2 separate regions of the Mus musculus genome follow, and region 2 is linked to region 1. A link is a contact called in public promoter capture Hi-C data. All regions are on one chromosome and are shown on one strand. Each heading gives the region's core, a stretch centred on a gene start, on an enhancer-like site or on the middle of the called end of the contact. The rest is flanking DNA. Distances are from core to core; before and after follow the strand shown.

Region 1 (6,831 bases), core at 3,228-5,727:
CATGTGTGTATGTGTGTGTGTGTAGAAGGTGGAAAATAGGTATATTTATCCAATAAAGTATATTTAGTTTCAAATTTTCAAAAGAATTTTTTAAATTTTAATTGAAAGATAATAATTTTTCTATTGCCAAAAACCTAGGAAAGAGATAATGTCAAAAAAAGGGGGGGAGTTCCTCAGAGTTAGGATTGGGGTAGGGGGTTGTTTTTATCTTTCCAGGAGAATAAGAGCATCCAACTAAAGGATCCAGAGACCACCAGACAAATGAAATATCTGAAGGAAAAAACAATCATCAAGAGGAGAAATGTCCCAAGAAAAAGAGTAATTTGGCCAAGTGGCACCGCCCACCTCCATCTCGTCCCTTTTGCCCTCTACAGACATAAGTAGCAAATGGTCTTTATGTGGTCCCAATTATATTAAAAATTAAACTGACTTTGGGCTTGGATCATGGCTCTCTCTCCTCTAAACCCATGCATGCTTGCTAAAGGAAAGTCAGAAATCTCTATCTCCTATCAGAGAGCCACCTGGTATGGGACAGAGGTCTATGTGTGTGTGTGTTGGTGGGCATGCTCGAGTGCTCGGAGGATCAGAGTGCGTGCCATTACCCAGAGCTACCTAGCTGATTCTTACTCTGGAGGCAGCCCTGGCCCTGGCCAAGTACTGGGAGCTTGGCATGGGTGGCAGGAGTCTGTAAACTGAAACAGCCTCTGAGATCCCCCCATGGTTTTTAAAGAGTTCACTCAGGACAGTGGGTACTGACACTGACACTCCCCTCCTCTGGCCTTCTCTCTGAGCCCTACACAGGTCTCTTCCTGTTCCGAGGGCTGTAGCTTGAAGGGTGGAGGACAAGTTCCACAGTATGACCCATGGGTCTACTCCTTCAAATGGAACTTGAGAGCACTTAAGGAAGTTTGTAGGTACATCTGAGTAAGTCCCAAGTCAGAAGCCCCTCAAATGACTGGTACTCAACACTACTCTGGCCTTGTCTCCCCATTGGATTTGGTGGCATTGTTTATAGTGGACTTCCTTCATATAACCTGTTCTGACACGTTCTCAAAAAGGTCACGCCTCCGAGCGCCATGGCCTTCTTGCTCGAAGTTTTTCCTGAAAACCCACCCATGGTTTTTGGAGATGCTGTGATCGTGTGGCTCATGTACAAAGGTCACAACTATATTAGGAGCTGAATCTCTGGACACAGGGCCTGCCTGACACTTCCTCCTTTCACTGACAATAAAACACATATTTGTGTGTGAAAAGTCTAGCCCCAGCTCCTACCTAATAGCCCCAAATCCCCACAAGGACATCTCCCACCATTGTGTAAAGCTTCTTAGAGCTGTGGGGAGCTTTGCACAACATGCACAGATGTGTTCATGGGGCCCATTCCTAGTTCACTGCTGTACCCACAAAAGACCTTTATGATCTGGGCAAAGGAAGCCCATGAGATACTGGATTTCTTCATCAAATGGGCTTTTCAACGTCTGAGGCTTTCAGCTCCCTTTATATGGGGGAATTTTCCCACCTCCAATGATGGGTATGCGAAAGGAGGCTGCTTTAGAAAATTTGACAAAGTCAGCAATACCTTTGCCTGGTCATTGTTCCAGCATGTAAAGTTTACCCCCACAGATCTCTCTTTAAACACATGATATACGTGTGTGTGTGTGTGTGTGTGTGTGTGTGTGTGTGTGTGTGTGTGTGTGTTTGCGTGCTGAGTGCCAAGTAATACAGAAAAAAACCTGTATGACTGGTGAGTCTGTAGGCTGGAGGGAAACCCTGCAGGATATATTGAGTGGGGGAAGAAAATGTCAGAGAATAACATACATCATGTGCTAGCTGTAGGGAAAAAACAGGGGAGTACTAAAGTTCCCAGTTACAGAAATGGAAATTGGAAGGTGCTGAGGTGCTCTCAAACAGCTAGGACAAGGAAAACCATTTTTCTCCTTTTAGAAACACAGCCTCGAAGAACTCCAGGAATGAAGTGGGACAAAGTCAGAAAAGTGCTTGTCACCAGGCATGAAGAAGACTTGAGTTCACATTCCCAACATGGAAAATGGGACACCATGTAGCATGACAGCCGCCCAGGATTGGAGTTAAAGGACAAAGCCAGGCAGATCCCTGACACCTGCTCAGCATCAAGTATTCCAGAATCAGTGAATCCCAGGCTACAGGAGAGATCCTGCCTCAAAAACTACTGTGGAAAATGAGTGAGAAGACAGTGTCAACCTCTGTTCTCCAGACCCATGCATAGACACCACACACACACACACACACACACACACACACACACACACACACACACAAAGAGAGAGGGGGGGAGAAAGAGAGAGAGAGGCAGAGAGACAGAGACAGAGACAGAGAAGAACATGAAGGAAAATAGCCCAGAGCTAAGAAATTGCATGGGGTGTATGGAAATGTTCACAGCACCCTCTACAGACTAAAGCACAAATCGTTAGAAGGACAGTGGGTGGCCCTTTAATGAAGTTAAGCCTAAGAATGAGAGTCCCTTGGTAGGCAAGGGTTCTGGACAACTTTGACCAGAGGAACAGAATATGAACTTAGTATATAGAAACAAGTGGGCAAGCTTGTCTTTGGGGAAGAAGCCAATAGAAAATTGAACCCTGAGTTGTGCTCCCCATACATGTGAGTGCGACATGTGATGTAAGGAAACACATTTCCAAACAGAAACGTGTTGACAGTGCGCAGGTTCTATGCCCAGCTCTCCACCATGTCCCTGGAGAGTGCCTAAGCTTCCTTAGCTAAATTCCTGTTCTAAGATTGAATTTTATAGCCAGACATGGTGGCATACACCTTTAATCCCAGCACTTGGGAGGCAGAGGCAGGCAGATCTCTGAGTTGGAGGCCAGCCTGGTCTACAGAGCAAGTTCCAGGACAGCCCAAACTACATAGAGAAACGCTGTCTTGAGAAAAAAAAAAAACAAACAAACAAGAAACTCCCCATCAGAACTGTTGACTGTACCCAGGACCCCTGTAACTGGCCCAGTACCACAGGCTTCTAAGCCCCTCACTGGCTTTCTCCACAAAAGATTTCTAATGTGGGAACCTATGGCAATGAATTACCTATGATAAAAAGGACCACTCAGAATCCTTCCACCTCCTCACAGGCCTCATCAAGCCTTGACCTCATCAAGACCTCATGAGTGAAACTCCTGCTGGAGACCCAGACGGAGCCTTGAGTGGAGAGCAAAGGTCAGATGGGGACTTCCAACATCCATGACCGGTGCAAGGCTTTGGGGAGGGGCGTTCATCTGGAAGCCAGGAACACCCCAGTCAGGATCTGCAGAAGCAAGGCCTGATGGCAGATTCAGCAGCCAGCTCATGTGTAAAGCCAGTGTGTCCCGGGAATGCTGTATACAGCAGGACCTGGCGGGAAGTCTCACCAGAAGGTACAAGAAAGAACAGGGCTGCAGGGGCTGAGGTCTGTGAGTACCCCAAAAATCCCTGCCTTTCTAGCTGGTGGGAATAGACTAGATTTACAGTTGTCAACTCCCACCTTGTGCATGGGCCTTAGATACATTTAGATGGCTGCCCATCACCCCAACATAGGTGTCACTATTGCACCATACAGGCTGCCTTTGCCAGGCTGTTCATTTGTATGCTTTACAGTTCAGTAGGACTATTGATAGTTTTTCTTTCTGGGAAGTTTGAACTGACCTTGGGAAAGCATAAGACCCAGTCCTTAAGTAGGAGGCTTCCAAGTCAGACAAGACTAAATTCCTTCAAGTCTTTTATCCGAAGGATGTAATGTCTCCAGCAGTTGAGTCTTACCTTCAAGCTGTGAGAAGCAACCAATGGCAATGCCAATAGCCTACACTACTCTGGTGGTCTCACAGAAATCCCCCTGACCAACAACCCAAAGGGAAGCTTCCCAGGGCTGGCACAGGGCTTGCTGTTGGTCAACAGCTCTTCTGAGGGATCAATATCATCTTGGGTAGTGTAATTCTCTTTAAGTGTGTCTATGTCTTTGTTTCTGTGTCCGTGTCCGTGTCCGTGTCTATGTCTTTGTGTCTGTGTCTGTGTCTGTGTCTGTGTCTGTGTCTGTGTCTGTGTCTGTGTCTGTGTCTGTGTCTGTGTCTGTCTGTGTCTGTGTCTCTGTGTAGAGAAGTGTTTTTTCAGTAAGCTTATAAAAATGTTTCCCTGTGGCTTTTTCAAACATTATCTCTCCATCCCACCGGCCTTACTTTCTTGTATCATCCTCCCTTCTTGTGCTTTAAACGTTTCACCTAAATTTCAGCATGCAGCCCTCTAAATGATCATCTGTTGACTCACAAATGGAATTTTGCTCTTACTGCAGCCCTCTGGCCACCAGAGCTCAGGCCATGTGTAGCCCTTGAGGAGCAAGCCTTGGGCTGTTGTGACTCACTGCACCCTGCTGAAGAATGTTCCTCAGTGTTATAACACCAAAAGGGGAAAACAGTAGGAGATAAGAAAATGTATAAAAGGTTTTACCCTGGAGGAAGTAGGTGGATGCACATGAGGACCTGAACAGCACTGTGAACTGTGAGTAAAGACCCAGAGATTCCAGCTCTGGCTTCAGCTGCGTAAGGGAGGAAGCACAGTCAGGGGGGATAAGACAGGACTTAGAGACAAGGTGCTCTTGAGTGCTGGCTTGGAGACAGATATACCTAAGTTCTCTCCTCTCTTCTGCTGAGTTCCAGAGCCATGGGGTTGGCACAAAGGAGCTTGGCACTGGGCTGCATGGCCATCGTGTTGGTTCTACAGGAGACCATGGCAGAGTACCCCAGCTGGATGTTGAATGGCAAGGCCCAGGTGTTCTCAGACCTGAGCATCCAGGAGATGGAGGCTGTGCACAGCTTCCTGATGGGCAGGACGGAGCTGGAGCTGCAGCCATCCGGCACACAGGCTTTGGACAAGAATTCTGTGTTCCTCATTGAGACTCTGCTGCCCAACAAGAAGGTGGTCCTAGAGTTTCTGAATAAAGGAACCAGACCTCCTGTGCGGGAAGCCCGTGTCATCATTTTCTTTAGTGCCCAGGAGCACCCCAATGTCACCGAGTTTGCTGTAGGGCCCCTGCCACAGCCCATCTACATGAGAGAACTGTTCCCCAGGCCAGAGAAACATCGATCCTGGGCATCCAGACCCATGTCCAAAGCAGAGCAAAGCCTTCTCTACCACAAAATCAAGGAGGCCACCACACCCTTAAAGGGGTTTTTCCTTGACACCACTGGCTTCTCATTAGAGGACTGCAATGGCCAGTGTCTGACCTTCACCCATGTGGCCCCCCATAGTGTGGAGTCTAGACATCGGGCCACCTGGTTCCTCTTGCAGCGCATTGTAAAAGATCGCCTGCTACAACCCACAGGTCTGGAGGTCCTTGTGGATCATGGGAGCACAGATATCCGAGACTGGAGAGTAGAGCAGGTCTGGTATAATGGGAAGCTCTACAGCAGCCCAGAGGAACTGGCTCAGAAATATGCAGATGGAGAAGTGGACACGGTGGTCCTCAAGGACCTGCGTCCCAAGAACACAGAGCTGCCACAAGTCTTTAACAAGCCTGGTGGGAAATTCGCAGCGCCCCTCAGAAAATCTGGGCCCCATGTGAAACAAGCCAATGATTCCAGATACCACCTAGAGGGTAACACTGTGATCTACAAAGACTGGAGTTTCTCCTTCCAGCTTCGACCATCTTCTGGGCTGCAGATATTGAATGTGCACTTCAGGAATGAGTATATAGCCTATGAGATTGGCGTGCAAGGTGCTATGGCTGTGCATAGAGAAAAAACACCTGCAGGAGAACTGACCAAAACCATGGATCTAGGCTGGAGCCTGGGCACTGTAACTCACGAGTTAGCCCCTGGCATCAACTGTCCAGAGACAGCCACCTTCCTAGACGTCATCCACTACCATGGCACTGATGGGCCTGTCCGTTATCCACGAGCCCTCTGCCTCTTTGAGATACCCACAGGGGTGCCTGTTAGGCCTACCTTTAACACCAACTCTGCAGGCAAAATCAACTTCTTTTCAGATGTGATGGGACACAAACTGGTGCTACGGGCAACCTCAGCGCTCTACAATTTTGATTACATCTGGGACTTCATCTTCTATACTACGGGCACGATCTCAGCCAAGATGCATGCCACAGGTTACATCCACACCACCATCTATACCCGTGAAGGATTGAGAGAAACTCACCTGCTGACTCACCAGCTTGGCCACAGCCACACCCACCTTGTGCATTACCGTGTTGACCTGGATGTGGCAGGTAGGACTTGAAATCAGACCCTCCATGTCACTTAGCTGCTTCCCACCATTAACATTACTTCACAAAGATAGGGCTGAGAAGCCCTGAAGTTAACTATTATCTGATGTAAGTATTCAGAGTCTCCTTCCCCCCCCCCCAGCCTCCATCTGAGAAAATAGTGGCTGTGAATTGTACCCTAGTGTTACCCAGAATCTTAGGTGTGCATCTGCCTTGGCTCTAAATTCAATAGTACAGAAGGGAGGGGAGAAAGAAGTATAATGGGGTAAGAAGGAAGAAATGTCACTGTCTAGCCCTTTCAGACAGTCTGTACTTGATATATACTATCACCACAGAGCAGTGTTATGGCTCTGACATTTGACATCAAAGCAAATAACAGAACAAGGCCATCAGGATAAGATGGATGTCTGTCACCCATAAATCTCATTTGTTTTTATGGCCCAGAAAGTATTGCTGCAGGAAGACTCAGGCCTTCAACAAACAGACTATCCCCCTTCTCCAGGGTTAAAACTACAGCAAGCAGGCTGTATCATAGCCCTCTTGAAAGAGCCCGGGTCACACTGAAACTTCCTCAGTTGCCAGGACTGACCCTTGAGCTG
Region 2 (6,831 bases), core at 3,116-5,615, 62 kb after region 1:
CATGATTTGAGAGCCAGCTCATCCTTTGTCTAGAAATACATCTGACTTTCTTCCAGTTTCTCAAAGTCCTATCATCTATCTACGTGCGTTCATTTAAATCCACAATGAAGATGGTTAGGACTGGCTTAACAATCATCTAGCAGGGAGCTGTGTGGGGAAAGGGTGTCAATAAAAGAAGGGAGACCTTGTCCTCCTCCCATACCTAATCTCCATGGCAACAGTCCTGTCACCTGAGTATGCTGGTCACATGCCTGGAATCTAGGCAATTGGCAGGCTAAAGCAAAAAGTCTGGGAGCTTCAGGTCAGCCTAGGCTACCTGAAGGAAACCCTGTCAAGGAAAGAAGGAATGAAGGGAGAGAAATCGTGTTCTCAGAAAAGGACACAGGTTCCTGATAGTCCAGCAGGTAAAGGTGCTTGCCACCAAACCTGCCAACCTGTCAGTCCCTGGAACTTACAAGGTAGAAGGAAAGAACCAACCACTACACAGGCACTGTGACATGTGGACAAACACACACATGCATGCACACATGCACACTCAATGCACACACACACAAACACACATGCATACATACACACATGTGCATGCACTCACACACACACACCATATAAGTAAAATATTATAATGAGCAGACAAGCCAGCAGTGGAGGGAACCTCGTGAAAGGACATGTCTACCCGTGAGTTCTTTTTCTCCTTTTTTGAAGATCCTTTTTTGAAGGAAAATTATGTTCGGACAGAGTAGGCCCAAAGCTCAATGAACCTTAGAAACAAGGGCTTTAATTACTCATTCATGCAGAGAGCCACTGAGCAGGAGAAAGCAGAGAACTGGGCACAGCAGATGTCTCTTAGTCATTTGCTAGAGCTTAAATCTGAAAATTGTGACTCTGCTCATGACACATGCAAAAGCCCACACTAGGGCCCTGCAGTCACAGTCACGAGGGCTGCCTCTCTCTTGGAGCTGAGCCCCTTACCTAGAGTTTATTCTTACCTTCCTACTCTGCCACAAGTCAAAGCTTTGTTTCAATGAGCCTGCCACGTTTGGGGGTATTGTCCAAAATATCCCCATTGCCCACCTTCAGGATTTTTTTCCAAGCCAGAGGGCTGGGTAACTGTGGTGCAGGCTAATGGTCCCCAGAGATATTTAACCCACAGGATCTACAAGTCTGTGACACAGCAAATACCTAAAGACGGGAATGAAGGTTGCATCAAAACTGATCTTTTGACAGGAAATGGTTCTGGAACATCCAGGTGGACCCCATGAAATGACAAGGGACCTGTAAGTCACACGGGATAGGGGATGGGGCGGGGGAATCAATGACAGAAGACTGAAATGTGAGAAAGACCCCACTGTCATTGATGGAGCCAGAGAGGGAAGGAGGTCGCAAGCCAGGAAGTGTAAGAAGCTAGAGACTAGGGAAGAGTCGGAGAAGTGGGCCCCTCACTAGAGCATGCTGACACTTGGTTTCTGCCCAGTTGAGACTCCTTTCAGACTTCTGGCTGCCAGGGCAGCGAGTTAATAAATTTTCATTGTTTTAAATCTCAGAGTTCTGGCAATTTATTAAAGAAAACTAAAGAGTGGCTATCTAAGTAAGTTACAGATCTGTGGGCTAAAGAGATGGCTCAGCAGTTAGGAGTGCTTACCACCTGGTGGCTCACAAGCATCTATAACCACCCAAGGGATCTGACACCCTCTTCTGGCCTCCAGACACATGTGTGTTGTACAGACATACAAGTGGGCAAAACACTACACATAGAAATAATTGTAAGGGCTAATGGACTAGATCTTAACTGGGTTTTGTGATCTCATTTTAAAACCCCACTCTGGACTGAGTAATTTCTAAAATCGGAAAGAAAAATGTTAACTGAGGAAGCGCTTGGGATGACCCTGAAGTGCAGAGTACTCGCCCAGCTCGTAGAGCCCCAGGTTAGCTCCCCAGCACCATATAGGTGTGGTAGCACACACCTGCTATCCCAGCTTTTAGGAGGTGTAGCCAAGAGGATCAGAAGTTCAAAATCATCTTCAGCTGTCCAGTAAGTTACAGGCCACACCCCAGACCCAGCAGTGACTCCCGGGTGTGGTTTCGGCCCCCTTGGGTGGCTGCTTCAGTCTCCACATCCCAGGCACAGCTTCCAAAGGCAAACAGTGGCCACCTGAAGGAGAGTCAATACGAGGTGCTGAAGGGCTGGTAGGGATGTTTCTCTAACAGTGCCTGCTGCCTGCCTCCCTCGTCAGAGGTCTAAGCAGAGCAGATGTAATTCCTGATAATCCACATGCTTCCTTCAGTGAATTATTCCAAAATTTTTACAAGATGATGTTTCTTTGATAAAATAAGGTATGAATATACCTCCTCAATGTCCTGGATCCTGGATATGTTGGCAATTTCTGATTGTCAAAAGCAGATTATCCTATGTATAGCTCTTTGGAATCATAAACTTCCTTTTAAAATGTTCCAGGTATGAGCGATTTACCTTCGTGAATGTTCGTGTACCACAAGTCTGATGCCTAAGGAAGTCAGAAAAAGGTGTCAGGTCCCTTGAACTGGAGTTACAAATGGCTGTAAGTCATCGTGATGGTGCTGGGGATTGAACCTAGGCCCTCTGCAAGATGAAGTGGAGGGAGAGGAGGAGAAGGAAAAATGGGGAAGAGAAGGAAGAAGAAGGAAGAGGAGGAGGGTGAGATGAGGAGAAAGATGTGGAGGAGAGAAGAAAAGGAAGAAGGGGAAGAAGAGGAGGAAGAGGAAGAAGAAGAGGAGATGATAGTGATGATGGTGATGATGGTGATGAAGATGATGATGAAGAAGATGATGTTCCCATTTCTTGTTCATTTCTGCCTAGTGGCTACCAACTCTGATGATGGGGCAAGGAAGGCACAAAGTAAAAGATAATTTAATTGTTGCAACTTCCTAAACAAAGACTTATTGAAGAAGAGCTTAATATCCAATTTACTTAAAGACAAAGATCACTTATCTAACCAAAAATGCAAACCAGAACTGTATCTGCGACCAAGGGTGCTAACACCTCAGGTGTTACCAGGAGGTTTGCCCAAAGTTGAAAACTTGTTTCAGTTTTTACATTTGCTTGGGGGTTGGGGATAAGGGCACATGCCACGGCTCTTGTGTGAAGATCAGAGGACAACTTGCAAAAGTTAGTTTCTTCTTCCCACCACACAGGTTCCAGGGATTAAACTCAGATCTTCAAGCTTGGTAGGTTAATGTCTTCACCTACTGAACAAGCGTACCAGCACAAAAGCTCGCTTTTCTGATTTTTTTACTTTTGTTTTGTTTTTGAGTCAGGGACTCACTCTGTAGCCTTAGCTTCCCTGGAACTTGCTAAGTAGGACCAGGCTGGGCTTGAACTTAGAGACATCCAGATGCCTCTGCCTCTCTAGTGCTGGGACTGAAGGAGTTCACCGACATGTTTGTTTATTTTACTTATGAGTACATGGTAGCTGTCTTCAGACACACCAGAAGAGGGTGTTCATTTTTAATTGAAAGGTTACATGTGTGTAAACAAGCAGACAGAGCTCTGTATATGATTTATGTTACACAAAAGCAGTTCTTTCCCTTTCTCCTCTGCATTGGAGACTTTTGCTTCTTTGTGGTTGCGTCCACTTCTGCTCCACGTGGTTTTCCCCCACAGGAGCTCTGGTCCCTGAATTACAATGGACTGTAAGTCACTGTGTGCCACAACCAAGACTTCTCCTGCCCAGAAAACAGTCTTAGGGATGTGTCCTGACAGTGAGAGGGTCACAGGGCCAAGTTTCCACAGTCTACAACCAGAAACAGCTTAATCACATGACATTTATGTTCCAGAGACGGGTGATTTCACACCTAATGCTTGCTCTTTGGCAATACAAGTGTGCTTCCCACAAGTCGCCTGAAGTTACTTGGAGCAGCTATCTTAGAGAAGTTACCAAAAATGATGCAGTTCGTTCTGGGCATTCTGCAGAGCCAGGTCGATATGCCAGAAACTTTAGCTTTGGGGTACATTTCTCCTCTGCTTGAAGCCCGTGGGCTGTCCCGAACTTGCAATTTCTGACATAGCATGCAATGTTTGTATGCATGCATGCACAGCACAGTGGCATTGACTGAAATGATACCTTGGATCTGTCTGTTCTGGGGGAAGAGAACGCGGGCTGTCCAGATTCTGGAAAGATGTTTCAGTGTGAGTACCGAAGTGACACAAAAGAGAAACCACAAAGTCCACCAACGACCAGGTTTCGTTTGGTAAAGAATGTCAGAACAGGATGTTAGAAAGCTCCCTTTAAGCTAGGAAAGATGGAGGGGGAGGGAGAGAAAGGGGGGAGGAGCAAATGTGGCATCACAAAATGAAAACACCGTGCATCCGAAGTCAATAAATAGATGCCAGGGGCAAGTGACTCATGAGCACGAGTTGTTAAGCGATGGAATTTGGGAGATCAAGCCACACTGCTTAAAACATCACATGATCTCCCTCTGGCCCCGTATTTCATAAAACAGAGCGGATCGCAGGAGGCCGACACTGTGACTCCTGGTGGATGGGACTGGGGAGTCAGAGTCAAGCCCTGACTGGTTGCAGGCGCTCGGAGTCAGCATGGAAAGTCTCTGCGGGGTCCTGGGATTTCTGCTGCTGGCTGCAGGACTGCCTCTCCAGGCTGCCAAGCGTGAGTCCCGTCCTCTCTGGGCGCTTACACTCGTTGACCCAAATGATGGGCCAGGCCCTTTGACTGGAGTTTGGGGGTCCGCAGACAGGGTCTGTTCCAAATGCTGGGAGTGTGTTCTTTGCTTAGGACTCACGGAGAGCAAAAGCCACGAGGCCCCTGGAAGCTTTTTCCACTCTGGCCAGATTGAGGCTGGAAGGGGAGGACAGCCTGTACCCCAGAATAAAGCAAGTCTCCCAAATCACCCTTATCTGCTTCCTGCTCACAGGGCGGAGCTCTTAAATGAGGCTCTGGCTAACTTTGCGGAACTCCCCCATCCCACCGCATCCTCTGCTCGCTGCAGGGCCAACTGCTGCTTCAGTGCAGATACTGAGGACTCTATGCAGATACTGAGGGGCTCCACCCTGGGCGGATTCTATGGCAGGGGCCCTACTAACAAAGCTTCCTAGTGAGTGGCAGAGGCATCTTTCAGTGTTGGACATACTGGTCTAGCATCCTTGTCCTGACCAGGGTGTAGCTGTCCTGTTCTTAGCGGAGCTAGTGAGCAGGGGAAAGAGAAGGCCCCTCACTTCCAGGGGCCGGAGACCAGCCCGGTCCAGAACCTTGCCTTACCCCGAATGTGGCCGCCTGGCTGGTTGCCAGGCAGTTCCAAAGGAGAGGAGTATCTCGTCACCCCCTGCCTTCTCTTGTGCAAGGCAGGTCCTCGGGTAGGTTGTCCTGGCTGGGGTGGATCCCAGGCCAGGCAGAGTGGAACCGCTGTGGTCCCTGCACCCAAGAATTGCCAGGCAAAAGGGCAAGCAGCCCAGCCCCATCACAGCCGCGCCCCGAACCAGGGATCCTCAAAGCCAGTGATGCCCCAGACTTGGGGCGTCCTGCCTGAGACTCCACCTCTGAGTTTGGATTTTAAACCCAGAGATGGCAGGCAGCGGGTTGACAAACGGAACGGCCCATCTTGTGTCTAGGTGTGGTGCCTTCACAGAGAGAGGGGACTCTGACCTTGGAATTATCCAGTTTCCCCAGATGAGAAACCGGGCCACAGGCCACAGAGAGGGCCAGGAATTCGCTCAGGTCACACAGAGAGCAGGCAGTAGGGAAGCATGCCACCTCTCCCTGGCAGTTCTTCCTGCCAGGGTTTGGGATAGGACAGACTTGAATATGTGCCAACTGCTAGGCTGGGCCATGAGTGAGTTAGCTTCAATAAATTTCCTTTTCCTCGTTTACAAAAGTGGGCTATAGAGTCTTGGGAGATCAGCTAGCAAGGGCACGTGGCCAGAACACACATTCAATGGCATTTTTAAGGACAGAGCTACACACCTCTGTTCCCCCTATCCCACCCTACCCCACTCCATACCTCCTGCCAACAAGTTATAATAACCTAGAGGAATAAGAATAGGAAAAGCCAGCAAAGACCTTTCACCCACAGTTTGAGGGTCGGTAAAACAGTAGCCAAAGCCAGGATAAATGGTTCATGTCTTTAATCCCAACACTCAGGAAGCAGAGGTAGGTAGATCTCTGTGAGTCTGGGGTCATCCTAGTCTACATAGTGAGTTCTAGGACAGTTTGAGCTACATAGTGAGACCCTGACTTGAAAAAAAAAAAAAAAAAAACCAACCAACTACCCCCCCCCCCAAGGAAAAACAAAACAAAAACCCAACCAGTAGCCAGAACTTGAAGGGTATGGACTTTTAATAGAAGTCTCAAAGCCCCAGGCATTCTTGGGCTCATCTTATACTGTACTAAATATTCCAGACACAATGAGCAAGCCCTGTAGGGGTTAGCAATCCATAGGAGGCAGGTAGTGAGCAGCCCGAACATGAGGAGTTGGGGTGAAGAGAAGGTAACCAACTCAGGGTTACCTCCACTCTGCCCCCGCGCCCCATTTTCCCGTTATAGTTTGCTTATTATCGGGCTTGTCTGGTTGTAAGTTGAACTTCCATGTGTTAGGCTAACGGTGTACTCATGTGAAATTGAAAGGAATAATTCAGGCAGATTCCAATACAACCTTTACCCATGCCCTTTTATAGCCAAATACCCTCCTCTACCCAGCTCCAATCCCTGGCCACTAGGAGTCTGTCCATGTAAATATCTTAGCATTTCCAGAATGCCACACAAGGGAACTTAGTCGTATGAACTTTAGACATCGGCTTGGGTTTCTCCTCAGTGTGAGTCCCTGGAGATCTATTGACATTGCTGT

The links. Promoter capture Hi-C pulls out the DNA fragments that hold promoters and counts their contacts.
Region 2: a promoter capture Hi-C map of stem cell-derived epiblast-like cells shows a contact between it and region 1, with 2.6 times the contacts expected there. The contact joins the promoter of Gpnmb here to the promoter of Doxl2 in region 1. A contact is called at or near these places in 11 of 39 promoter capture datasets (the 3T3-L1 cell line, 3T3-L1-derived adipocytes, the HPC-7 cell line and 8 more), 1 of 484 Hi-C or Micro-C datasets (trophoblast stem cells), 2 of 115 datasets of contacts at active chromatin or transcription factors (CD8 T cells and embryonic stem cells) and 3 of 9 other capture datasets (adipose tissue, liver and pancreatic islet).

What each region holds. Positions count from the first base shown.
Region 1 is chr6:48,970,469-48,977,299 of GRCm38.p6, forward strand. Doxl2 (diamine oxidase-like protein 2) reads left to right here and starts at 4,478. Exons shown (of 4, transcript NM_001029987.2): 1 at 4,478-6,235. The coding sequence starts at 4,675.
Region 2 is chr6:49,032,153-49,038,983 of GRCm38.p6, forward strand. It overlaps Gpnmb (glycoprotein (transmembrane) nmb), which reads left to right and starts at 4,366. Exons shown (of 11, transcript NM_053110.4): 1 at 4,366-4,640. The coding sequence starts at 4,571.